Regions from separate parts of the Mus musculus genome. Here all the other regions are linked to region 5. The links are chromatin contacts, called in public ChIA-PET, HiChIP or PLAC-seq and promoter capture Hi-C maps. All regions are on one chromosome and are shown on one strand. The core of a region is the stretch at or near the end of the contact, and the rest is flanking DNA. Distances in the headings are between cores, read along the strand shown.

Region 1 (4,316 bases), core at 1,581-4,080, 890 kb after region 5:
TCTAGTCCTAAATCTGACAGCTGCCAATTCTATCTCACCCAGGGATCAAATATGGCTTTCTGAAGAGAAGACTGCCTGGATCCCTTAGTTGTTAGATACTTGATTCACAAGCAGACTCGTACAAATAGCAGTGCTTGCCCCTCTCGAGCCATGGTCTGTGATGAACTATCTGACCTGAGCATTGTGGTCAGAGCTGATTAGAATTAGGTAGGAATTTTCATGTCAGAATTAAGTAATTCCAAAGTCCTAAGAATGTTTCCAGGACATTGAAGATGCTCCTGTTGAAGTGCTAGGCTCTGGACCAGAGGTGTTAGAACCAAGTGGTATATAATCCAACTAGGTCCCCAGAATGGCTTATCTGTGGGAGTCCAGGATGCTGCCAAAGGAACTAGGGAGAAAGTGTTCCAAGCTGCCATGTGTTTTTCAAGAAGCCTGGTTGGACTTGGATCCCTGGATTAGTGAAAGTCTCCATCCCAACCCTGCACCAGGCCCTGATGTCCAGTTTCTCTCAGTGAATTTCGCTTGCAGTTTCCTTTTCCTCACGAGCTTCAGGAGAAGAAGCTAACCCAGTTCTTGTGGGTGCCAGAGGTTTTCCACAGAGATCCCTGTCCAGGCCTGGTACGAGGGTTCCAGTGTAGGGAAGTGAGTGCAGGCAGGGAGACGAAGTCTCTGCTGTGCCTTCCAGGTCGCTCAGTAACTCCAAGCCAATCTGAACTGAGTGGAGTGGGGCTGAGCCAATGAGAAGCCGACTATCCAGTGAGGAGTGGGGCGGGACCTCAGGTGGCTCTTCGGGAGAGAAGATCTCTTCCCAAGTGTTACATACAGCTTTTGGAACAAAAGACTCAGAGGAAGAAGTAGTTCTCACGTACCTTTAATTCCCTGAATGGATTTATATACAGTACTGGGGGTGATTCAGGGTTCGACAGCGGGTACCTCTCATTGGCTTGGACTGAGAGTTTGGGGGAAACCTTATTTGCATGTGGAAAGGCTTGGTGCTGTTCCTACGAGACTGATAGCATGTGCCTCTCCTGTGGGGGCTGTAACTTTGACAGGAGTCAGGGGTCCAGGAGACATGATGAAACGTCTTCTGTCCCATGTAGGTGGAAATTACCACCCTCTGGGTCCCACCAAGGTTCAAGACCTAAGCTCGATTGGAGACCAGGCTGTCTCTGCGTAGCCCGTTGCCCCACATGTTCCCATCAGTAGAAACCATTTCCTATCCAACACACTGTTCTTGGTATTTGAGAGCTCCCCCTTCCCATATCAGTAGCCCCTGTAATCCCTCCCACCCTGGAGCATGTGGTGAGCACACAGACTGGAGCTGGCTGCTGACTTCCCTCTGACCATGGAGAACCACCGATTTGGTTAAGAGTCTGTGCCGCCATATTGAAGGTTGGGCCGAAGGCTAAGCTCATTCCTTTTATAATGGATAAAAAAATGAAATATTCTCATCATAATGTGCCATATTCCTTCCAACTCCCCACATCACAAAACCATACACACTTTTTAATCAACTCCTTCAAGCAGCTGGTGATATGCAGGCATGCCTTACTATTATTGCTAAGATAGGCCCCACCTATCTTCTCCTTTTATCTGGATGAGCTGTGAAAGGAACCAGGGTGTGCTCAGGAAAGTTACAAGAAGGTTGAGTTCCTGTGTGAACAATTTGAAATACTCTTTCTTATCACATGTAGGTCTCAGGGGGCAGGATACATGTGTGTATGTGTGCATATGTGCCTGTGTGCATATGGGGGCTAGAGTTGATGCTGTGTGTTTTCTTCGATTGCTTTCCACCTTGTGTAGTGAGGTAGAATCTCTCATTGAACTCAGAGCTGGCTGATTTGGCTGGTCTAGCTAGCCAGTTTGCCCTCAGGATCTCTTGTCTCCATCTCCCAAGCACTTGGTTTACTGGTGGGAGACCGTGCTCTCTTGTCAATTATGTAACTTTTCTGGCTCTGAACTTGGGTCCTTATACTTCAGTGTCAAACACTTTGCTCACTGAGCCATTTCCATAGCCCATACAAATGCTTCCTATGGGAAAACAGAACAAATGAAAGGGAGCGCTCACGCTGTAGACTTGTTCATCCAACCGAGGTGCCAATGGGAACCTGTCAAAGCTGAGGCTAAATCTTTTCTTTTCTCTGTCCCTGTCTTTCTGTCTCTCTGTCTCTGTCTGTCTGTCTGTCTGTCTCTCTGCCTCTCCTGTCTCTGTCTGTATCTCTGTCTGTCTCTCTGTCTCTGTCTTTCTCTCTGTCTGTCAAGGTTTCTCTATGTAACCCTGGCTGTCCTGGAACTCTATGTAGACCAGGCTGGCCTTGAACTCACTCGCCTCTGCCTCCCAGAGTGCTGGGATTAAAGACTTTTGCCACCACACCTAGCTTCAGCCAGTTTTTAAAACAGATCTTTAGATTCTCCCCTAATCCCAAACCAAGTCTTTAGAGTCAGTCCTAAATCAGAGGGCCAAACATCCTAGTTTGGATATTCATGATCCTAGAAGTCGATTTTCCCTGTACCACTATGAGCCCTCCAGTAAGTAAAATTTCTTCTTGTATGGTCCTTTATTCCAGTATCAGCACAGGGAAGACAGTTTAAGTTGACTACTATGAAGGCCCCTTTTACCGAAATTCTGTGATTTCTTCAAAGTGTTTTCTAGACACACCCACAGCGTAGGTATAAGGAAGTGCTAACACTTCAGATCTGGATACAGAGCTCTGAAGTTTCTTATGTAGGCCACTGGGTTGTCATTCACACACTCTTGAGGTTTTCAGAACAGGAAATTAGGTGGGGTAAACTTTGCCTGTGAGAAACGTCACAGGCCAACAACTATGCTTTCAGTTGAAAGATGTGTTACCGTGAGTGGAACAGAGCTGAAGAACCAAGGCTTCTGTGTATGGCCAGCAAGCAGGGTCGCCATGATCCTGTCCTCTTGTGAGTAAGATGGGCTTTACCATTTAATGTCACAGCGTGTTTATGGGTGTGTTGCCTACTGGTGACCCCTAGGAGTGGGTTTTGCTAAAACAAGGAATTTGTGAAATCCTAAAGATGATTTCTTCAGATGTAGTGACAGGATTTTGTGGCTTAGTTAAATGTCCACTGCCTCTTGATAAAATTATATACTTGAGAATTGAGAATACAGATGACAATAGCAAAAAAAAAAAAAGTTGTGTACTTAGCATGTGTGGAAATTCGGTCAGTGTGATGGGATATGTTTGTTTTTTGAATGATAATGAACTCAGAGTTGAGGGTGAAGAGATCAGACTTTTCTGGTTTAGCCTCAGCTTTGACAGGTTCCCATTGGCACCTCGGTTGGATGAACAAGTCTACAGTGTGAGCGCTCCCTTTCTGCCTCCTCCTATAGCCGTCACAAGTAAACAGTGGGCAAAGCTGGCAAGCACATCAACTAATCTGAGAGTTGCTTTGAAAGACTTCAAGACGATTTTTGGAAGCACTCCACAGTTAAGACTCAAGAGAGGCTAATTATGTATAGGGGTTTAGGAAAGGAAAAAAAAAAGACGATCTCTGATTTTAATTCTAGATGCCCTGGGAATCAAACATCAGTAGAACTTAGTCATTCTAGATTAGGCCAGAATTCTGATTTATTTTTAGCTGGCAGTAGGAAAAAACTGACCGAATTTTACATATCTCTTTAAGCCACAGCACGTTATTAGGACCTCCAGACATTGGTAGGATTTATAAAAATAATCAAATGCTATTTTTGTTGTGCCTTCCTGAATATGATTTACAGTTTGATTCACTAAGAACAAAACAAGACAATAACAACAACAACAGCAACAGCAACAAAAAGGTTTCTTGTTATCAGAAATAGGCCAAGCAGCTCAAGACAGAAAAAGATACAAAGAATTGTCACGAGTCCCCACCTCCCCAAGGGCAGAATAATGTTGAGCAGATGCAGAATATGGACTTTTAAAGGCTTTGATTGTTTCTCATGAGATCAGAACCAGGGGAAGGAAGGCCATGTGTTATGACAGGAAAGGCTCAGCTACGTGTAAGGCAAGTAGATGCAGAGGCTGTCTAGGGATGAAGTGGGAGACTACTTATCTATGGGGTCTTAGATTTCCCCGTGGCCTGGGGGGGGAGGAATGGTTTTAATGCAATGTCCCTGTACCATCCAGTGTCTGTCTGTCTGTCTGTCTGTCTGTGTCCTTCTGCCATGAGCCATAGCTAAACCACTCCATTTTCTTCTGCGTGAAATAATGAGTATTCGCCATTGACAAGGCACCACCAAGTGCCCTCCAGGGTGTTTTAAACTTAAGGATGCTTATTTGTATGCGCCAAACACATTGACTGTTCAAGGG
Region 2 (4,957 bases), core at 2,439-4,938, 730 kb after region 5:
TGAAATTGACTCTGAAGAAAACGTTCAACATATGGTGGGAAAAGGGGCACCAGGAACACACTAGTAGTCTTCAAATACATGTACCACCATACATAAAAAGGCAGTTCATGTACATAAGCTGGTGTTGTATTTGGAAAACACAAAACAATGGGAGTATCAAACTTTAATGAAGAGCTGAATTCTAAGCTTAGTGTCACCGTTTACTGTGTGTTACTTGATGCCAAGATAAAGTTTCCTTACACCGAAATTGATACCTACCTCATAAATATATAAGTTAAGTCTAATTAAAGGCAAAACTGTTTTAATCCCACACACCCCATATCACTTAATGCAGTAGTACCCAATCCTCTTCATTCTCTTTCCTGGACTTTTCTGAGTTATTTGAGAGCAACGGTTTTTCAGACTGAAAGTTGCAACCCATCTGCGGGTCTCTAAGTCAGGCTAGTAGTAGCTAGTATTTTCCTCATAACAAAATACAACAGAATAGAAAGTATTAAAGCGCACCACTCACAGTAAAGTATCCCCTGTTATTCATACGTAGGTTGTGCACTTTGTATCATGAGGCTGAGCCCTCGGGGCTATCCTCCACTACTGCCTAAGTGTGTTCTAGGAGATGGTAACTAGCTCCTTGGGAACTCAATTAAGTTTAGGAAACAAGCACAATCCCTGGAGAATTTATTATGGCCAACACAGATCTGCATTTCCAAGGAGCCTAGCATGAAAGAAACCTGTTACTTTTGGTAATCCCTGAAATTTATACCAGAAGCCAGTTACTTTTCCATATAGTGCTACTACTTAGCACCTTCTACATTTTGTGGCATAGACTAGGGGCAACAATTTCTCTAGATGAAAATGATATGCAACAGAAACCAGCTATGGAAGGTAGGTTTCTGGCTTGCTGAGAAAGCAAACTTTACTATGAACTCTCCCAGCCACTGACAGCCACACCCTCCTACTACTCAGACACACCCAAGGCACTTTAACTCTGATTACTTTAACTCTCCCCTGACCTATCACAGTTAAAATCCAACTCAGGCCCAGATTTTAATACCCATAAGCCTTTACAGGAAAAAGCATAAGATAACTATAGCACCAAGACAGGAAACCGGGTGAAATAGTAAGCAGGAACCCTGTGGTCAAAACAAACTCCTGGCATGCTTACCTAAGGGACTTGCTTTACCTTGACAAAGCCATGCTCAGAAACCAAAGCAGCTAAAGACTTGCTTGGTGCCTGGGGGAGTCAATGTGCTCCACCAGTCCATCTAAAATGGGCTGATGAGTGCAGCCAATCCTCATTACCATGAGCATTCATCTCCTCGTCACTTGGAAGGGCTCTGATGATACTTGGATGACTCTGGATGCTTTCAAAGTGCATACCTGCACAGGATCCCTTCAGAGGACAGGGTGGCTGACATGAACCGTCTAACTACTCAGTTCTACTAATGCCTGGTATCTCTTGGCAATGACATAAGAAGCAATGCCTGTCATTCATATGGTCCTACACACAAGTTACCAGTACTTCTTGTAGTTTTTAACGTAAAATGCTGGACTGTTCCTAGATGCCACTCTCCGACTTCTACCTTCTCCTGAGTTTGCCCCAGGATCTGGACCAAGGCGCTAGCGTCTGCACAATCAGCATTCCTGTTCTGTAGCTCTCCTCTCACCTCACGGTGTATACATTCTATCTTGTTTAACTGCCCAAGACTTAGCTCTCACTAGGACTGCCAGGGCCTCACACACAGGCATCAGCACTTAAGAATCTTTAGACTCTCCCACAGCAGGGATCACATGTGAACTCACAAAATAGTGTTGATTTAAATAGCCAGGCTTAAGGCTACCAGTGCCCAGTCCTGGAGAATTTATTGTATGCCAAGCCACCCACTGCTAAAAGTACATGTGGATTATCTGACTTAACCTTCAGAACTCTACACAAGAATGATAATTTTCCTCTGAGGAAAAAAGTGACGCTCAAAGTAACTTCTCCAAGGTCAGAAACCTTTAAAGTGGCAAATCTAGGGCCTGCATCCAGGCAGTGCTTAGAATTCTTCAAAGTTAGAGGCCTGGATACCAGTCCACGAGAGGTTTCGACTTCAGAGAAGTTTTAATGTCAACAGCATAAACGTTCTAGCTAAAAGTTAGGACTTCAAGAACGGATGAATTATGAGGATATTTCCAGCAGGTGTTTTTTTAATCAAAAATAAAACTCGAGGGAAAGCTTCTCATGGCCTACCGAAAAGTGTGACTTTAAGGTGTGGGGTCACCTCAGCTCGTCAAGAGGTGCCTCGTGATAACTCCGGCTTTGGTCTAGATTTTTAACTAGGACCCTTTCTCTGCCTCCAGGATGGCAGGCACGGAAATGATAGTCAGCTTGGATAACTAACTATTGCTTCACGGCTCCGAAATTATGTCGTATGCAATTCTTGTTTTCCAATATAAAATTCAGGGTTCCCCGATCCACCACCGACTTCACACAAAGCAGCCCCATCCCTCTCCACTGCCCTCCTCACACAAAGCAAAGCTTTACTCCCCCCACTACCCAAAGGGGAGTGACGTCCACCCGGCCTCCCCACAAACATCCCCATCTCACTCCGGTCCAAAGCACTGCCTGCTAGTAGCTACTCTCTATGTCCCCGCACCTGGTTGTTACCTCTTGAAGCAGACCCCTCCCTACAATCCAAACCGCTCAGACCACCATCCGAAAGCCCGTCTTTCACACAAAGCAGGATCCCTTCCTACGAAGCAGCTTGGTACCCTCTGAGTGCTCTGAGCGTGCGGGCCCACGGGGGACTGTGCCAAGCCACAGATCCCATCTGGGTCCAGTTGGGTCCTGCACCCAGAGGTTCCACGACCCAGAGAACTAGCTACAAACCCGTTTCCAAGGCACGCCTCGAAACCCCCCAACTCCAGCGGACCTGCCCGCCCGCAGCAGAAACAGGCAAAAGCCAGCGTCCCCACCACAAGCCGAGCCCACCCTGCTTTCCCCCAGGGACACCCCTCCGCCCCGCAGGCCCACCGGGCCCAGCGCCCCGCGCTCACCAGCTCTCCTCTTCCTCCTCCCAGCCTGACAAGCGCTCCAGCTCGTCGGGCCGCAGCGGCTCTACCTCGTCCAGCAAGCCTCCCTCGCCGGCCGCCAGCAAGGAGGTGGCGTCCCGCAGGTCCTCGCTGCTGGTCCGTCGCGGGCCGGAGCCCGCCCCGCCGCTGGCCTTGGCGCCCAGGCCCAGCGGGAAGCCCCGAGGGGACGCCGCGCCCGACGAAGGGGTGGACACGCCGACCCGAGCTGGGCTGCCGGGCCCGAGGAGGCCTGCACCCTGCACGGCTCCCGAGCGGCTCCTCAGCTGCTCGTTCTGCTTCTCCAGCTTCTTCACCAGCTCCTGCAGCTTCCGCACCTCCTGGTCCGCGTTCACATTGGAGTTAACGTCCTCCATGCCGGCCGCGCCGCCCGCTCCGACTCCCCAAGCCGCAGGGGAAGCGCGGGGTCGGGGGGAAAGAGAGGCGTTACCGCCACCGCTCACGCTAGCCGAGGCGCCGGCATAGAGCAGGGCCAGGCCCCACCGCCAGGGTCTCCCCGGCTCGGGTTGCGAAGCGCCGCTGGCCCCAGCCGAACCGCCTCATCTGCGCCGGCTCCGCGACTGGGGGAGGCGGCGCCAATATCCGGCCTCGGCAGCCATCTTCCCTCCGTCCCTCCGCCCCCTGCCGGCCAGCCCGGTCGGTGACCTCAGAGCGTCGGGGGAGGACGTGGCCGCCCGCGGGCTGAAAGAACTAAGCGCCCGGCTCGCGGTGGGGCGGGGCTGGAGGCGGGGCCTGAAACGGGACAGGGCCCGGAGGGGCGTGGTCATTGTTTGGGGCGGGGCCCCGGCCGGAAGGGGTGTGGTGGGCGCCGGCAAAGGTGGGCAGGGCCCGGCCGGGCTGGGCTAAGCTATCGCTGGAGTTTTGCCCTGGCCGCCTACCCTCCCCAAAGCTCATCGCGGGCGGGTGTGAGACCCAGAACCGGACTCTGGCTCCGGCTCCGACTCGGGCTCGGGCTCGGGTTCAGCCCCGCCCTAGGCGTCTGTGCGGAGACTCGCGGTCGGACGGCCCCGCCTGGTCGCATGGACCGTTCCCTTGGTTTGTTTGGCAATACTGAGTTGGTTCCTGCTTGAAACCGGAGACTGTCGGAGCTGGCAGCAGCCCCAGAGACCATCTGTGGCTCGTCCGTTCCATCCCCTGAAAATGAGAACCCGAATCCCGAATGGTTCAGAGCTCGGAAGTCAAAATGATAACCGTAATTTGTTGAGTGGTTCCTATAAGCCAGACACTGCGCTAAGCACTTTTAAAGGCATTATTTCATCCGTTTAAAACACGTGGGCAGGGGTTGTTTTGTTTCGTTGGCTTAAGGTTTACAGGTCCAGAGACAAGAGGATGATGGAAAACACTTCTGTACTAATCTTTCAACGGTAGTAATTAATGTGCATTGTATTCCTTGGGTTCTCCCTTCGCCCCCAAAAGACTTTTTAATAGTATGTCTTGACTTTTTGGGTTTTTTGAGGCAAGGTTTCTCTGTGTATTCCTGGCTGTCCTGAGACACGCTCTGTAGACCAGGCTGACCTCGAAAAACTCATCCTCTGCCTTTTTTTCAAAAGCTGGGATTAAAGGCATATGCTCCTTGAATTTTTTTTTTTAACTTGTACATGAAAAGTATTCAAGCAACCCGTTGACAGGCAATAGAGAATGTTGAGGGGTGGTAAATGTAAAATTCTGCCCTCGGTGGCATCTGTTTATAATGCGTACTGGTGGAAGCGACTGCAAACAAAACTTAAACGCTTTTTTTCTGTCATGTTGGCTCACTCTTCCACAGTTGTCAGTTGTGAGCTGCTTGGTTTACTTATACGGTAAGCAGCCAACCGTGCCTGGTCTCTCAAATTTTTGGCTGATGTTTGCAGTTGACTCCAATTGCCTCCTCCACCCTCGAACCAGTCTT
Region 3 (4,729 bases), core at 252-2,751, 880 kb before region 5:
AAGGAGTACGCCACCACCTACCACCACCCGGCTGTGAAGTATACTTTTGAGAAGTAATGAAAAGGAGTGCTTAGCTATAAGAATTAGACAATGAATAGATTACTGCTCAAATCATGCCAAGAGACCAGGTATGGTGGCATATGCTTTAGGGAGGTCAAAACCCAACTGTATACACACACACTCTCTCACACACAGAAACACACGAATAAAACTTTAAAATGAAAGCAATTGCCATGTGTCACAACTAGATGAATGATGTTAGGTGAAGTAAGTTAATCACAATAAAGCAGATAGTACAGGGACCCAATTATAAGACCCACAGTGCCAATGCAAAGAGAACAGGATTAAAGTAGAGGCTGACAAATGCTGGGGGGGGGGTGCAGGGAGCTGAGGTTGAGGGTGGCAATTGTTATTTAAAGGGTATATAGTTTTGAAACTATTTTGATTTTGCAAAATAAAAAGTTCCAAAGATTGGTTGTACAGCAGCATGAATGTTTTTTAATGTTTCCGAACTGTACATTTTAAAATGACTAATGGTGGACATGGTGGCACACACGTTTAATCCAAGCACTAGGAAGGCAGAGGCAAGCAGATCTCTGTGAGTTTGCAACGAACCTGATCCACATCATGTGTTCCAGGACAGCTAGGGCTGCACAATGAGATCCTGTCCACACATACTCACACACACACACACACACACACTCACTCACACACACACAATTAGAACAGTAAATTACTAAATTTTTTTATCTCATGCATGTTTCCACAATTAAATAATAATAATAATAATAATAATAAAACAGGTTCTAAACTGAGATGTGTAGATCAGTATATCTATTCCTCAACCCAATTCTCATCTTAGTAGCTGTGAAATGGACCCCAAAGCCTTTTGACTGTGTGGAGACAGGATCTCTCTGTCTCTCTCTGTGTGTCTGTCTCTGTCTCTCTCTGTGTATGTGGTGTGTGTGTGTGTTGGGGATGGGTGATTGTGCGTTTTCCACAATTGGCACATGGAGGACAATTTTTCCGGGTCCTGTTTTTCTACATTGAGTCCGAAGGATCAAACTCAGGTCATACGACTTGTGTTGCAAGCGCTTTTAGCCTTATGAGCCATCTTGCTGGTCCCAAAAGGTATTTCACGAGGCTGGAGTGCACCAACGCAGAAGATAACCTACACAAGACCAACTATTACGTTGCAGTAGTTGTTTGGCTTCTCCAAGTTCAGATGGGGGAAGTACTTTGCTTCAGACCAGGTTTTATTATTCCCGAGAATTCTTAACCTGGAGGAAAAGGTGATGAGAGCTGACAAGGGAGGGACGAACAAAACCCATTTCAATTCTTTCCTAGAAAGCTGCTGCCTCCAGCTTTTCAGGGACTATCGACCCTGTAAGCACATTCCGTTCCTCCTTCAAGTGCAGACGTTCCTTCCGCCAGCCCGCGCGCCTGATCAGCCAATGAGCGCCTAAGACGTCATCACCGCGCGCGCGAACGCCGAGCGTCAGAGACAGGCCCACGTGTACTGTGTTGACTGTCAAAGTACTCAGTACCCGGAAGCCCTGCGTTCTGACCTGAGTTCCCGCCCGTACGCCGGTGAGACCCCTGGCCAGCTGGCGATACGGGATCATGAGCGCCGCGGGCATACTGGCCTTTGCCCAGCAAGGCTGGGAGCAGGTGCTGGCCAAAGTGAAGTGGTCCGTGGTCTACCTGGACGCTGCCTGCGCCGAGAGCCTGCACTGGAGCTGCGGATCCAGCCGGCTTCTGGAGGCGGTGAAGGGTCCTGCGTGTCACCTGCGGGAATTTGAACCCCAGGCCATTGGCGGGGGAGCCAAGCAGCCCCGGGCGGTTTTCGTTTTGAGCAGCCCGCTGAAAGGCCGGATCGTAGACACTCTACAGAGTATCATTTGCCGCAGTCACTTTCAGCACTGTGTGGTGGTCACAGCCGTGAGCCACGCAGTCCACCTCACTGCTAACCACGTACCGGCCGCTGCAGCGGCCGAGCTCGAGGGGCAGCAGCCGGTGTTCGAACAGCTGGAGGAGAAGCTCTGTGAGTGGATGGGCAACGAGAACTATACGGCCGAGGTGCTCCACGTCCCGTTGTTTCTCGCCCCTGTTGCCTCCCATCTCGCTTTTACTCCAGCCTTTGCTACCCTCTTCCCACTGCTACCTCAGGATGTCCACGCTCTTAACAGTGCCAGACCCGACAAGAGGAGGCTGAGCAGCTTGGGTGAGGTGGATGCCACTGCCCTAACCCCAGAGCTGCTGCTGTACATCAGATGCCTCGTGTCAGGCCTCAGTTCTCTGTGTGAACATCTAGGGGTACGAGAGGAGTGTTTCGCCGTGGGTCCCCTCAGTCGGGTCATCGCTACAGATCTGGCAAATTATGCCCCCGCCAAGAACAGGAAAAAGACTGCTACAGGCAGGGCTTCTGTGGTCTTTGTGGATAGAACTCTGGATCTCACAGGTAGGTGGCATTTCTGGGAGTTGTTCATCTTCACTCTCCTAGCTAGAGGATCTGTTCATTGATTCAGCATATGTGTTTATTGGCCTCATATTGAGGTTGGCAATATAAAGATGAACTAAAAGAACCAGCCCCTAATTTGACAGCATCTGGAGTTAAGTTTTGTCTAGTGGAGAGTGGACATAGATAAAGCACAATTTTATTTGTTAAATGCTGTAAGCGGGCAAATATGGCTTTAGTGTGCGTTGCTTTTGATAAAACAACCGGGCCTAGTCCAAGAGACTGGAAAAAATGAGATGACCTTGACATGGAGGGAATTGCCATCACCTGAGACTCTTAGACATTTCCAGATACCAGTTGTCTTAATTAGGGTGTCTATTGCTGTAATGAAACACCATGGCCAAAACCGACTTGTGGAGGATAGGGTTTATTTCCTTACACTTCCACACCATAGTCGATCATTGAAGGAAATCAGGACAGGAACTCAAACATGGCAGGAACCAGGAGGCAGGAGCATAAGGCGGTAGCGGTCATAGAGGGGGTGCTGCATACCATGCTCCACATGGAATGACCTTCGTTTGCTCCCTAGTACCTACATGGTGAAAGGAGAGCACTGACTTCCTCCAATTGTTCTCTGATCTCCACACACACAGTGTGACTTGCACATGCACTGTCCCCCACACATATACAAATAAATAGGTAAATGTCTTTTTTAAAAAGTGAAACTGAATGTACATATGAGAAGTTGGAAAAAAGAATTGTAGAAAATATTTTCAAATGTGCATTGAAGTTTGTATAGCAACCTCAAATTGCAGCAATGTAATAATTATTTATACCTGCGAGGAAGAAATCTAACCTTAAAATAGGTGAAGAAAATTCTGATTCATGATGTGAGCACTTATTTTTAGAGGTCACCTTTGTTTTATAGTTAAGTAGATATAGTTCAATAATAGTATGTGCTAGCTGTTCAAGGTCACTGAGAACAATCAGAACACTGGTCTAAGCCAGTATTCCCTTTCCAGGTTAGAAAAAAAAAATGTTGAATGATGTTATAAAAACCAGTAAGAAGTATATTTGAAATTTTAATTAGATGAGTTTTAAGATCATAAAATAGAGAGTAAACTAAATGGCAGTTCTGAGGAAATGCTACTGGGCGCAATCTTTTGAGGGTGTCCTGAGGGTAATTATAATTAATTTCAAGAGGGCAGCAGTGGCCATGTCACTCACAGAGGGCAGAAGTCTATAAAACAGAAAATATAAGCCTGCAGAAGGTTTTCATACCTCCTTATCACCAAATCCCTTGCACATTGTGTACAGTTTTCTCCTTCCTTCACATTACAAAGGAGCATTCCATCCCTCCTCACGTTTTTACCTATGCAGACTAGCTCAGCACTCTCTACCTTCTCATGAGTTCACTTCTGCTAAACAGTCCTCTATAGACCATTTTCCTCCTTTTCTCAGATTCTCTCTTTTTTTAATTAGATATTTTCTTTATTTACATTTCAAATGTTATCCCCTGTCCTAGTTTTCCCTCTGAAAATCCCCTATTTCCTCCCCTCTCCCCGTTCTCCCCAACCCACCCACTCCCATTTCTGGCCCTGGCATTCCCCTGTACTGGGGCATAGAACCTTCACAGGACCAACGACCTCTCCTCCCTTTGATAACCGACTAGGCCATCCTCTGCTACATATATAGATAGAGCCACAAGTTCCACCATGTGTTTTCTTTGATTGGTGGTTTAGTTCCAAGGAGCTCTGAGGGTACTGGTTAGTTCATATTGGTGTTCCTTCTATGGGGCTTCAGTCCCCTTCAGCTCCCTGGGTATTTCTCTGGCTCCTTCATTGTGGACCTTGTGCTCTGTCCAATGGATGATTGTGAGCATCTACTTCTGTATTTGTCAGGCACTGGTAAAGGCCATCAGGAGAAAGCTATATCAGGCTCCTGTCAGCAGGCTCTTGTCGGCATCTGCCTAGTGACCGTGTTTGGTGGTTGTTTATGGGGTGGATCCCCAGGTGGGGCAGTCTCTGGATGGTCTTTTCTCAGAGTCTCATCATTGGCCTGCAGGCAGAATGGAGCAGGACCTTTCTTGACTCCTCATGATCACCCGACTTCAAGTCCCTTTCATTTATTTGGCTTCATTTTGTAGCTGGCTTTAGAGAGCTGTTCATATTTGCTGTTTCCACAGACACCTATGTCAGTTTTCTCTTGACTTCTAGTCTTTTAGGCTTTTATATTTCAAAACTTCTGAGATCCTGACTTCCCCAGTGCCTT
Region 4 (4,882 bases), core at 2,060-4,559, 780 kb after region 5:
AGTCAGTTCCCTTCTACCTAGGGACCCTAGGTATGGAACTCAGGTTATCTGTGACCCTTGGAAGCAAGTACCTTTATTTGGTGAGCCAGCTCACCAGTCCCTCCAGTCCTTGTTTCCTGAGACACAGCTCACTGGGTAGCCCAGGCTGGCCTGAAACTCCTCATTCTCTTTATTCTGCTTCCCAAGTGCTGGGGTTATAGGATGTACTACCACACTCAGTTATGTGATGTACAACATAGATTGTATATGGAACTTCTTTTTTATTTCTTTTGAATTATTTATTTAGCAGTTATTATATTTTAAAATTATTTTTTTAAGATGTGTACCTTCACACCCAGCAAATTTTTATATTTGTTCGTATTGGTGTTTTGCCTGGATGGATGCCTGCTTGCCGCATGCATGTAGTACTTCCAGAGGCCAGGAGAGGGCGCCAGACCTTCTGGAACTAGAGTTAGGGTGGGTTGTAAGCCACCATAAGGGTGCTGAGAATCAAACCTGAGTCCTCTGGAAGAGCATCCAGTGCTCTTAACTGCTTAGCCGTTTCTCCAGCCTAGCAACTGTTCTTGGTAGCATAAGTAATAACTTTGTGTCTACCATTCAACAGTTTCCCTTCCTTCTATGTATTGAGTCCCAAAGAAGTAGCTACTTTTGATACACATTGGAAAGAAGCAGACATGTCATATAATTGCAATGAGGTACTCTTCACATAGGTGGAGATGCTCTGTACAAGACTAATACCATTGTTGTTGTTATTATTATTATTTATTATTATTGAGACCGGGTTTCTCTGTATAACCCTAGCTGTCCTTGAACTCACTCTGTAGACCATACTGTCCTTGTCTGTTATCATTATCATTTATTCATTCAATGAATACATGGTCAGGTGAGGGGCAGAGTCCTTGGATAGGTGAAAGGTCACAAAAGGGAGGCAGAGATGTCCAAATTAGGAGTGTCAGAAACTCCAAATACAAACACCACTTTATGTACAAACTTTTCAGACAGATTCTGTATGTTTCTTATGTGCCACGTGAAATTTACGTATGGGTTAAAAAGGGTTATCTAGCATTTAAATAAATACAATTTTATAGATGTTATGGCAATACCCAACAAGAAGAGAGACCATGGGCTCCAAGAAATGTATATAAATGCCCATTTTATATTCAACTTTATTAACATTAAGAAAGCATCATTCCATTTAGTTGAGAATATGAGGCACAAGGGTCACCCAGGGGTAGCAGACCATGTGACAGGAAAGTATCATAGTTCTTAAAAAGAAAAGAAAGAAAAGAAAAAAAAGGAAGTATCAGGTCCTTTAAAGTGGTATCAATATGATAAGCTTCCGAGTCTACACTCTACACACACACACACACACACACACACACACACACACACTCACTCACTGCAGTACTGGTAGCAGTAACTTGCTCTCTGCACGCACATGTGCCTCTACTCTTTTACATACAGTTTCACAGATTCAAGCCCCTGCTCCCCCAGGGACATCTCTCTGCATGGCAGGGAAATAAGCTCTTGAAGGGAATGAGAGGCAGGAGAGAAAAGGGAAGGTTCCTTCAGAGCTTGGCTCATTACACTGGAGGCCTTCCCGGGAGGAGAGGAACTGGAGTCAGGAATCATTGGTTCAGTTCTGCGTTCTCCTCCCATTCCCGGCCCCTTCCTAATTATATGACTTTAGGCAAGTCCTTTAAATTGCTCTTAGTTCTTTCCCTGTCAAATGGAATCTTGTCAGCTGACTTCTCGGGTCATTAAGATGATCACAGGAGAAATAGCACAGGGAGGCACTGCTTTTAAGTCCTGAGCCGTGTCGGGGAGGAGTCTTACTGCACACGTGACTGCACACGTGATCGCGAGCGTCGTCTTCAGGTTGGCTGCCTGATTCACTGTTCAACCTCAGCTCCACAGAGTCCTCCTTTGAGAAGTCCTCCTTCCTCATCAATCTCTCTTTCATTACCCCAGTTTATTTCAGCCAAGACATTTCTCACCTGTGAAATGGTTTCTTTGCTTACCGGTATATTGGTTTTCTCCCTATGTAAAGGCTCCACTGTGGAGGTCAGAGGCTAAGTGTCTTTCTCAATTGCTCTCTTCCATATTATTTGAGATAAAGTCTTTCATGGAACCCGGAGCTGGCCAGTTGGGCTAGATTGACTGGCCAAGCTATGCTTGGTTCTGCCTCCAGCTCTGGAGTACAGGTGAAAAACAGCTTCCTTCCTTCCTTTCTTTCTCTTCCCTTTTTCTTTCTTTCTTTCTTTCTTTCCTTTTTTTTTTTTTTTAAAAACATGGGCTCTACCTGATCAACCTTCGGCATAGCAAGCATTTTACAAATTAATTTCTCTCTCCATCCCAAAGGCGAACTCAGTCTTTTATTCCCATGGACTATTATGAACATTACAGTCCTATCCTGTGTCTCTCTCCTTCTGAGAGGTCCTCATATCCCTGCCCTGGCTGGCCTGGAAACCACTATGTTTACCAGACTGGCCTTAAATGCTTAGAAATGGGCTTGCCTTTGCCCTCTCAGCTGGAATAAAATATGTGGGCCACCATGCCTGTCTGACAGTACAGGATGGATGAGATCAGATAACAGTGGCTAAGACTCAAGACTACCATCAAAGACAACTTAGACTTGAAAGTAGGGAATCAAACCCAGGGCCTTGTGCATGTTAAGCAAACATTGTACCACTGATCTACAGCCCCAGCCTTTCCAGGACAGCTTCTCAGTTAGCTAGCTAGCTAGGTGACAAACGGCACGTTCTTTCCTGGAGTCTAAGAATTTTACAGTATTTAAAGTGAATAACTTGAAGGTTGTTTTCATTATTAGTGTATCAACAGTAATAATGTAAGTGGGTGACCCTATGCTAGGCTCTGATGCTTCAGGCTTGTCAGTCAAGCCACCCATTCTTCTATCACCCCAGAGCACAGCATCATCCGGTTTCGCCCGCGAGGGGCTAAGCGGAAGTGGAGGTCGGTTCTTAGCCACCCACAAGTGCTATTGCTACCGGCTCTCCGAGCCGGGGACGAAGGAGCATTTTTCTGGACGGTTCTCTTAGGATGGGAAGTCCGGACTTAGAGAGACCCCACGCCGCGTCTGTCTGGATAAGAGACGCTCCCTGGAACTTCGGCCGCAGGACCGCGAGCTCCGATTCTTCCCTTTGGCTTTGAAATCGCGGAAGGAAGGTGGGACACTGGCGCTGTGGGCAGCGGAGGGCAGAGGCGGCGCGGCGAGGGGGCGGGGCCAGGGAGGAGCCGGGCGGTGGGCGTGGCCGATGGGTTTGGTCAGCGCTTGCCGAGCTCCGGGCTCCGCAGTTTGGACGTCGCTCTGTCTTGGCTTGTCTCGGCACGCGCTCCGTCAAGGTAAGAACCAAGGGACTCTCGGCGCTCACGGAGTTGGCCTCCACCTGCGGGAGACTGACCTTAGTGGGATTAGGGAGGATTTTTCTACCCTTCTCACGGAGGTGAGAGCGGACTCTCTGCGTCAGGTCAGAGGCCCGTCCCCCTTGGGCCAGGAAGAAGGGACAGGTGCGCTCCCCTGATGGCCGCGCCTTCCCCGGTGGCTGCAGATCTGAGCCCTTTTGGACTTGGTATCTGAGCCGAGAGGACTCGCGATTGAGTTCCTTTCCCAGTTGAGCGGCAGGGGGCCTTTCTTCTTTCTGCTTGTCCCGCGGTAAAGTTCGAATCCAGGAAGACAGTCCACAGTTGCTTGTGCCCGAGCAGGTGCACGTACTTCTTTAGCTATTTTTCTCTTCTGGAAAGTGGTATCTGGATCTTGATAAACAGGGACTCGAAGAATCAAAGTGGGAAAAACTACGTGGACCTTGTCCCGAGACTGTGCAATTTCCCCTGGATCTGACATTTCTTAACTTTTTCCTGTCGTTGGCGAATATGTTTCTGTGTACCAGGTCCCATTCGGGCTTATCTTTGGAAAGTGGAATATTTGGTTAGAAGAGTTGATCGCAGTGTTAAATTGGGACAACTGGGTGGCTGGCTTGGTTAAGTGGGTTTGGAGCCTATCCAGACAGAATAGTTGCATGCTTTAAGCAGAGGTTTTACATTTTTCCAGTGAGTTCCCATTTTCCTCTAAGGAAACTCTGACAACCTATTCCCGTCTATATAATTCTTTTACAGAGCCGAGGCGCGGTAGGAGGAAGCATCGAGTCTCCTAAGTAAGATTTGGGATTTAATAGCTGAGTGATCGACACTGTAGCTCTGTGGTCTATAGACTCAAAATAAGGAAGAGCTTGATTTTTTTCCGCGAGGCGGGGGTTGGGGGGAGCTGTGGCTAAACTTACACATTAAGTATTTGAAAACATCCATGTCGTCCAGTTACATTTTCATTGTTTAAGACAGACCTATCTTTTCGCCATACACTTATGAATCCGATCACTATTCCTCTCCTTGCCAGCTCAGGGGTGCTTTCTGTAGGGTGCCTATGTAAATCACCCTCGTTCTTCCCACAAGGGTGTGTGCCTTCGGGTTTGTGGAATTGTGTGGGGACAGGTATTGTAAACACATGCAAATCAGTGAAGCGCTCTAGTAGGCGATACCTTTGCCCTACATGGATCTTTGGCCTAGAGTTTCCCTCTCTTTCTAGATTGGAAAGAATCTAGGGTGGGAATGCAAGGTTTAGCATTGCCACACTGTTTTCTTGATTCCCTTACAACAAGGTGGTCTTGTTTACAGACAGGGCTGGGGCTATGTGTAACCTCTCTCCCTACAGCTGATCCTTAAAGGAGGATGGAGATACTGTGGACAATTACTGGCACATTTGTGTTCTTGAAGAATGCCTGGCCTCCCCCTATCCCCCCCCTCGCTCCCCCCCCTCCCCGCCCCGCACCCAGGGCCTCTAACCACACCTCTTCCTACAGGTTCTCCA
Region 5 (4,620 bases), core at 1,449-3,948:
TGATTCCTGAGCTCTCTGTTCAGGCAGAGATCCTGTATCAAGAAAATAAGGTGAAGAGATTAAAACAATATCTGGCCTCCACACAAGTACAGAGAAAGGGGGAAGGGGAGGGGAGCGGAAGAAAGAGGAGGGGAGGGGAAGGAGAGGAAGAAAGAGGAGAGGGGAGGGGAGAGGGAGGAGAGGGGAAGTGAAGGAAGGAAAGGGGAGGGAGGGGAAGGAGAGGAGAGGGAGGGAGGAGAGAAAGGAGAGAGGAGAGGAGGAAAGGAGAGGGGAGAGGGGAGGGGGGAAGGAGGAAGGGAAGGGAGAAAATTATGGTAAAAGCAGAATAATGCAAGATAAAATCCTGAATATCAAATGGGTGTCATAGTGAACTGGTATAATTCCCGTTAAAATAAGACTGCTGTGAGAATTAGAGACATTGCAAGCACACAGCACCCTCCAAATGCATCAGAAGGGAAAAAACTTCAAAACATCATTAGACATGACGAACACTACCCTTGTGGTTAATTCTGTGAATTGGTTCTCATTTTAAAAAATCATTTATTTATTTATTTATTTATTTATTTATTTATGCTCCGTATTTTATACCCCTCCCGGTCCACCCTTTGACTGTTCCACACCCCACACTTCCTCCCCAGCCCCACCCCTGTCTCCACGAAGATGTCCCTACCCTCTCCCTCCCCAACCCCACCAGACCTCTAAACTCCCTGGTGCCTCCAGTCTCTCGAAGGTTAGGTGCATCTTCTCTGACTAAACCGGGACCCAGCAGTCCTCTGCTGTATATGTGTTGGGGGCCTCATATCAGCTAGCATATGCTGTTTGGTGGTCCAGTGTCTGAGAGATCTTGGGGGTCCAGGTTAGTTGAGACTGCTGGTCCTCCTACAGGGTCACCCTCCTCCTCAGCTTCTTCCAGCTTTTCCTTAATTCAACCACAGGGGTCAGCAGCTTCTGTCCATTGATTGGTTGGGTGCAAATATCTGCCTCTGACTCTTTCAGCCGCTTGTTGGGTTTTTCGGAGGGCAGTCATGCTGGGTCGGAGGGATGGCTCAGAGGTTAAGAGCATTGGCTGTTCTTGCAGAGGACCTGAGTTTGGTTCCCTACACATGTTTGGTGGCTCATAACTGTAACTCCAGTCCTAGGGGGTCTAACAGCCTCTTCTGACCTCCACCAGCACCAGGCATGCAGGTGGTACATATACATATCTGCAGGGAAAACATTCATACACGTATAATATCAAATCTTAGAAAACAACAGCAGCCAGAAGAAGACACATTGGCAATGAGAACAAGTGGGTGACCTGTCAGTAACACCTCAGCAACGAGGAATCCAAGGAGAAGAGACCCATCTTCAGACAGTCAAGGTCCATCTGACTTCAGAAAAATCCATTATTAAAGTACCTATGTGGAGACATGTTAAAAAAAAAAAAAAAGCAAGGTGGGGCTTCTTATCTGCTTAGAATCTGGAGTGCCAGGCAGCTCTGGAAGACATTTAATAAGTTCCATTATTGTGAGTGATTGAGACTGACACAAGGTTAGAAACAGAGTAGCGCTAATCAGAGTATGGGGGCTCTGAAGAGAATGTGACATTTGGTGGGTTCTTGGGGGACACAAAGGAGTATAGCTGTCAGAGAAAAAGGAAACGACTTGAGCATAGTGAATAGTGAGGCACAGGAACCCAGGAGCAGTCAAAAGCCTTATTGTCAAAGTTGATAAATGGGACCAGAGCCAAGCTATTACCCAGACACCGCCGACTTTCAAACCTGTGGGTTGTGATTTACATAGTCTTCCTGACTAAAACGCAGGTTCGTCCCAGTGATAGAGCCAGGCAGTTTTAGCAGTTGGGGAAGAAGACAGGACCAGGCAAATGACCACATAGATACAGCTTATATCCGAAATCAGGCATGAGAGAGGGGGAAGGTTGGGAGACATTTGCTGTGTGTCAGAGTATTTAACTCCACAGCCAGCCAGCCATCAGAAGTAGGCGAAGCAGGGAAGCTGAGTTAGAAAAGCAAAATGACCCAGTACCTGGAGAGAAAAAGCTGAATCAGACATCTCCCTTGGGTGGCCTAGGGTAGTTTGTAGAAACTACTCATCATCTGAGGAGTTCTTGAACTTAGGATGCTACTCATTCTATTGTTTTCAACTTAATCAGTGCAGAGAGCAACCAATGTGCACCTGACTGTCTCCTGGTGCTCACTGTGAGTCAAGTTAGGTTCCTAAGGACCTAATATAGTCTCCAATATTAAATGGACAATCTGCCTCTAATGCCTCAAAGAAAGTGCCAGACTTGACTTCACAGGCTTCCAGAGGAGTTGAGGGGGAAGAGACTAGTTTGATTTAAGCTACCTAAAGTTTCCACTTGATCTGCACCCAAGTCTCACCCACCAGTACACTCAAATACTCCCTTGCAGTTTGTCACAGCTCAGGACAGGACAGTATCCCAAGACGGGGAGTTGATATAAAGGTAAAGGCATGTTTTGGATTTTGAGGGCGTCCTTTCCGAAGAACTTGAGGATGCCCCAGAGATCCTTGCCACACCCATGCAACCCGCGGGCGACTTACGGTCGTGAGGGACCGCCCTGCAAGGATGTGAACCTACACAGAATCTTGCCCACTCTGGATTTCTTTCGGGGGAGTGGCGAGGGCGTGACAGGGCGTGGCCATCGAGGGTGTGAGCCCCACCCCAGTGCCAGAGCGCAAGCGCGGGCTGCGGCGGGCCAAGATGGCGGCAGCGGCGGCGGCGGCGGCAGCGACCGAGCAGGTCTGTGAGCCTGCTGCGGCCGGCCGAGGGATTGGGAAGCCGGGTGGCCCGGGCGACCCCACAGAGGGCGGGGACGACGGAGGGCGCGAGGGCTGGGCTGGCGGAGCGAGGCGGCAGGGCGGGGCCGCAGGGCGGGAGCTGTCCGCAGCCAAGATGCTGGCGAAGGCCGGGCTGGATCCTGGGCAGCGGCTCCCGGCCGGCCAGAGAGCGGAGCTGTCCCTCTGCGGGAGTGACACGGGTCATGGCCTGCGGAGCCTGCGCCTGGACGTGCCTCTCCGCAGCCAGAAACCATGCGGATAAAAATAACGTCAGTCGGGGCCGGGAGGCTGACCGATGCCAGCCAAGTGGTGGTCAGCTGTTGCCTGGCGTGGATCGTGGCCAGGTCTTGCTTCTGCCATTCCCCGCCCACTGTGGTTTCTCGGAGATTCAGATACTAATATAAAACTGACCCGTGTCTAGTGGGTTTAAGATTACTTTTTAAGAAATGCGTTATCAAGTGTTTCCTGGTCTTCGTTGTGAGCCTAGAATAGTTTAAAGGCTTCCCTTCAGATATCAAGCTGTAACTTAAGCACGCACATAAGTGTGTGTGCGGGTGAAGTGTGTGAACACATGCTCGTGCAAGTAGTTGCTAAAGTGACTTATTATAATAAAAAGCTATTTTTGTAGTCACTTCTTTATTGTTGTTTCCCTTTGCAAATAACCAGTAAGCTGGTTTCTCTTTAAAAGTTTCATTTCTTCGAAATCACTGCGGGGAGAAAGTGAATGAGTGAAATTGATATGCAACGGGGGAATAGTTTCTTAAGTGGCTAACATTTTAGCGACAGACCTATTAAATATTCGAGGACTCATTCTAGGGGGTATGAAAAACAGACCTGAAATCTGCTAAACAAGCACGGAAATCCTCTATGACAATAGGCAAGTGGACTTGTTGGGAATGAAGCCATTCCTTGGTTTTCCTAGTTTACCCCTTACAGCCTCTGGGTTAGAGGGGTCTCAGTTCTTCTGTGCATGCATCTTGATGCTCTGAGCTTCTATTCTACCGGAAAGTTACAGTGGTCTGCCCACTTGGCTACCCTAACCAGAGCCGGCCTGCCTGAAGAGAGCTAAGGAGAAACAAGCATTGGGCTTAATGACCAGCTTCCCTCAACTTTATAATTCGAACATGAAAGGTTGCTTTTTGTGTTTGGGATCCCACTAACTTTGTAATCTATTCTGTTTGGGAGTCAGGGTAGGCCCCCCGCTGTGTCAGTCACTGGGTCCTGGCACTTCTGCCCCTTAAAAAAGCTTCTCCCCCAGCTTCATCAACAAAGGAAGATGTTGGTATCTTCTTCCCCAGCTCCTCTATCCCAGGTCTCAGTTGGAGCTTGAGTCTGCTTCAATGTAAATGTGTTCAGGAGGGGCTGGCAAGATGGCTTAGTGATAAAGGTGACAGCCACCAAGTCTGACAACTTAGTCCCTGAGTTAAGTCCCGAGAACCATCTTGGTAAAGTGAGAGGCCCAACTCCCAAAGGTTGTCCTTTGACCTCCACACGCTTATATCATGGTGTATGTGCCCCTCACACACTGAATAAAAGAAAAGAAAGAAACGCAGAAGAGGAGGAGGAAGAGCTTGGGGAAGGAGGATGGAGAGGAGATGGAGGAAGAAGGGGAGAAAAATTAGGAGAATTAGGGAGGAAGAGGAAGATGAGGGGGCCACCAGCAGCAGCAGCACAGCACTTGCAGAGGCACTGCCCCAGGAAAAAGTTCATCTCACATATGGTGACACTTTTGCCGGTTACCACATCTTCCACTTCACATGTCCCTCAATGTGTCTCTCTCGCCCACCCTAGTTTATCTCCTCATTACCTCAAACCTCCATTA

Evidence for each region. ChIA-PET counts read pairs in DNA pulled down with a chosen protein or histone mark. HiChIP or PLAC-seq counts read pairs in DNA pulled down with a chosen protein or histone mark. Capture Hi-C pulls out chosen DNA fragments and counts their contacts.
Region 1: an RNA polymerase II ChIA-PET map of memory CD8 T cells shows a contact between it and region 5, with 10 read pairs. The contact joins the promoter of Txk here to the promoter of Sgcb in region 5. A contact is called at or near these places in 1 of 115 datasets of contacts at active chromatin or transcription factors (memory CD8 T cells) and 1 of 9 other capture datasets (liver).
Region 2: a contact with region 5 is called in a promoter capture Hi-C map of adipose tissue, with 2.4 times the contacts expected there. The contact joins the promoter of Slain2 here to the promoter of Sgcb in region 5. A contact is called at or near these places in 5 of 39 promoter capture datasets (HPC-7-derived erythroid cells, embryonic stem cells, hippocampal neurons and 2 more), 1 of 115 datasets of contacts at active chromatin or transcription factors (large pre-B cells) and 1 of 9 other capture datasets (adipose tissue).
Region 3: an H3K27ac HiChIP or PLAC-seq map of embryonic stem cells shows a contact between it and region 5, with 5 times the contacts expected there. The contact joins the promoter of Scfd2 here to the promoter of Sgcb in region 5. A contact is called at or near these places in 5 of 39 promoter capture datasets (embryonic stem cells, hippocampal neurons, liver and 2 more), 1 of 484 Hi-C or Micro-C datasets (embryonic stem cells), 8 of 115 datasets of contacts at active chromatin or transcription factors (astrocytes, bone marrow-derived dendritic cells, cardiomyocytes and 5 more) and 1 of 9 other capture datasets (adipose tissue).
Region 4: a contact with region 5 is called in a promoter capture Hi-C map of adipose tissue. The contact joins the promoter of Tec here to the promoter of Sgcb in region 5. A contact is called at or near these places in 1 of 39 promoter capture datasets (embryonic stem cells), 1 of 484 Hi-C or Micro-C datasets (double positive thymocytes) and 1 of 9 other capture datasets (adipose tissue).

Annotation. Positions count from the first base shown.
Region 1 is chr5:72,751,291-72,755,606 of GRCm38.p6, reverse strand. It overlaps Txk (TXK tyrosine kinase), which reads left to right and starts at 2,830. Exons shown (of 15, transcript NM_001122754.2): 1 at 2,830-2,928. The coding sequence starts at 2,913.
Region 2 is chr5:72,913,093-72,918,049 of GRCm38.p6, reverse strand. It overlaps Slain2 (SLAIN motif family, member 2), which reads right to left and starts at 3,688. Exons shown (of 8, transcript NM_001113423.2): 1 at 3,037-3,688. The coding sequence starts at 3,425.
Region 3 is chr5:74,528,514-74,533,242 of GRCm38.p6, reverse strand. Scfd2 (Sec1 family domain containing 2) reads left to right here and starts at 1,501. Exons shown (of 9, transcript NM_001114660.2): 1 at 1,501-2,461. The coding sequence starts at 1,624.
Region 4 is chr5:72,866,875-72,871,756 of GRCm38.p6, reverse strand. Tec (tec protein tyrosine kinase) reads left to right here and starts at 3,309. Exons shown (of 19, transcript NM_001113460.2): 1 at 3,309-3,363.
Region 5 is chr5:73,645,815-73,650,434 of GRCm38.p6, reverse strand. Sgcb (sarcoglycan, beta (dystrophin-associated glycoprotein)) reads left to right here and starts at 2,698. Exons shown (of 6, transcript NM_011890.5): 1 at 2,698-2,760. The coding sequence starts at 2,722.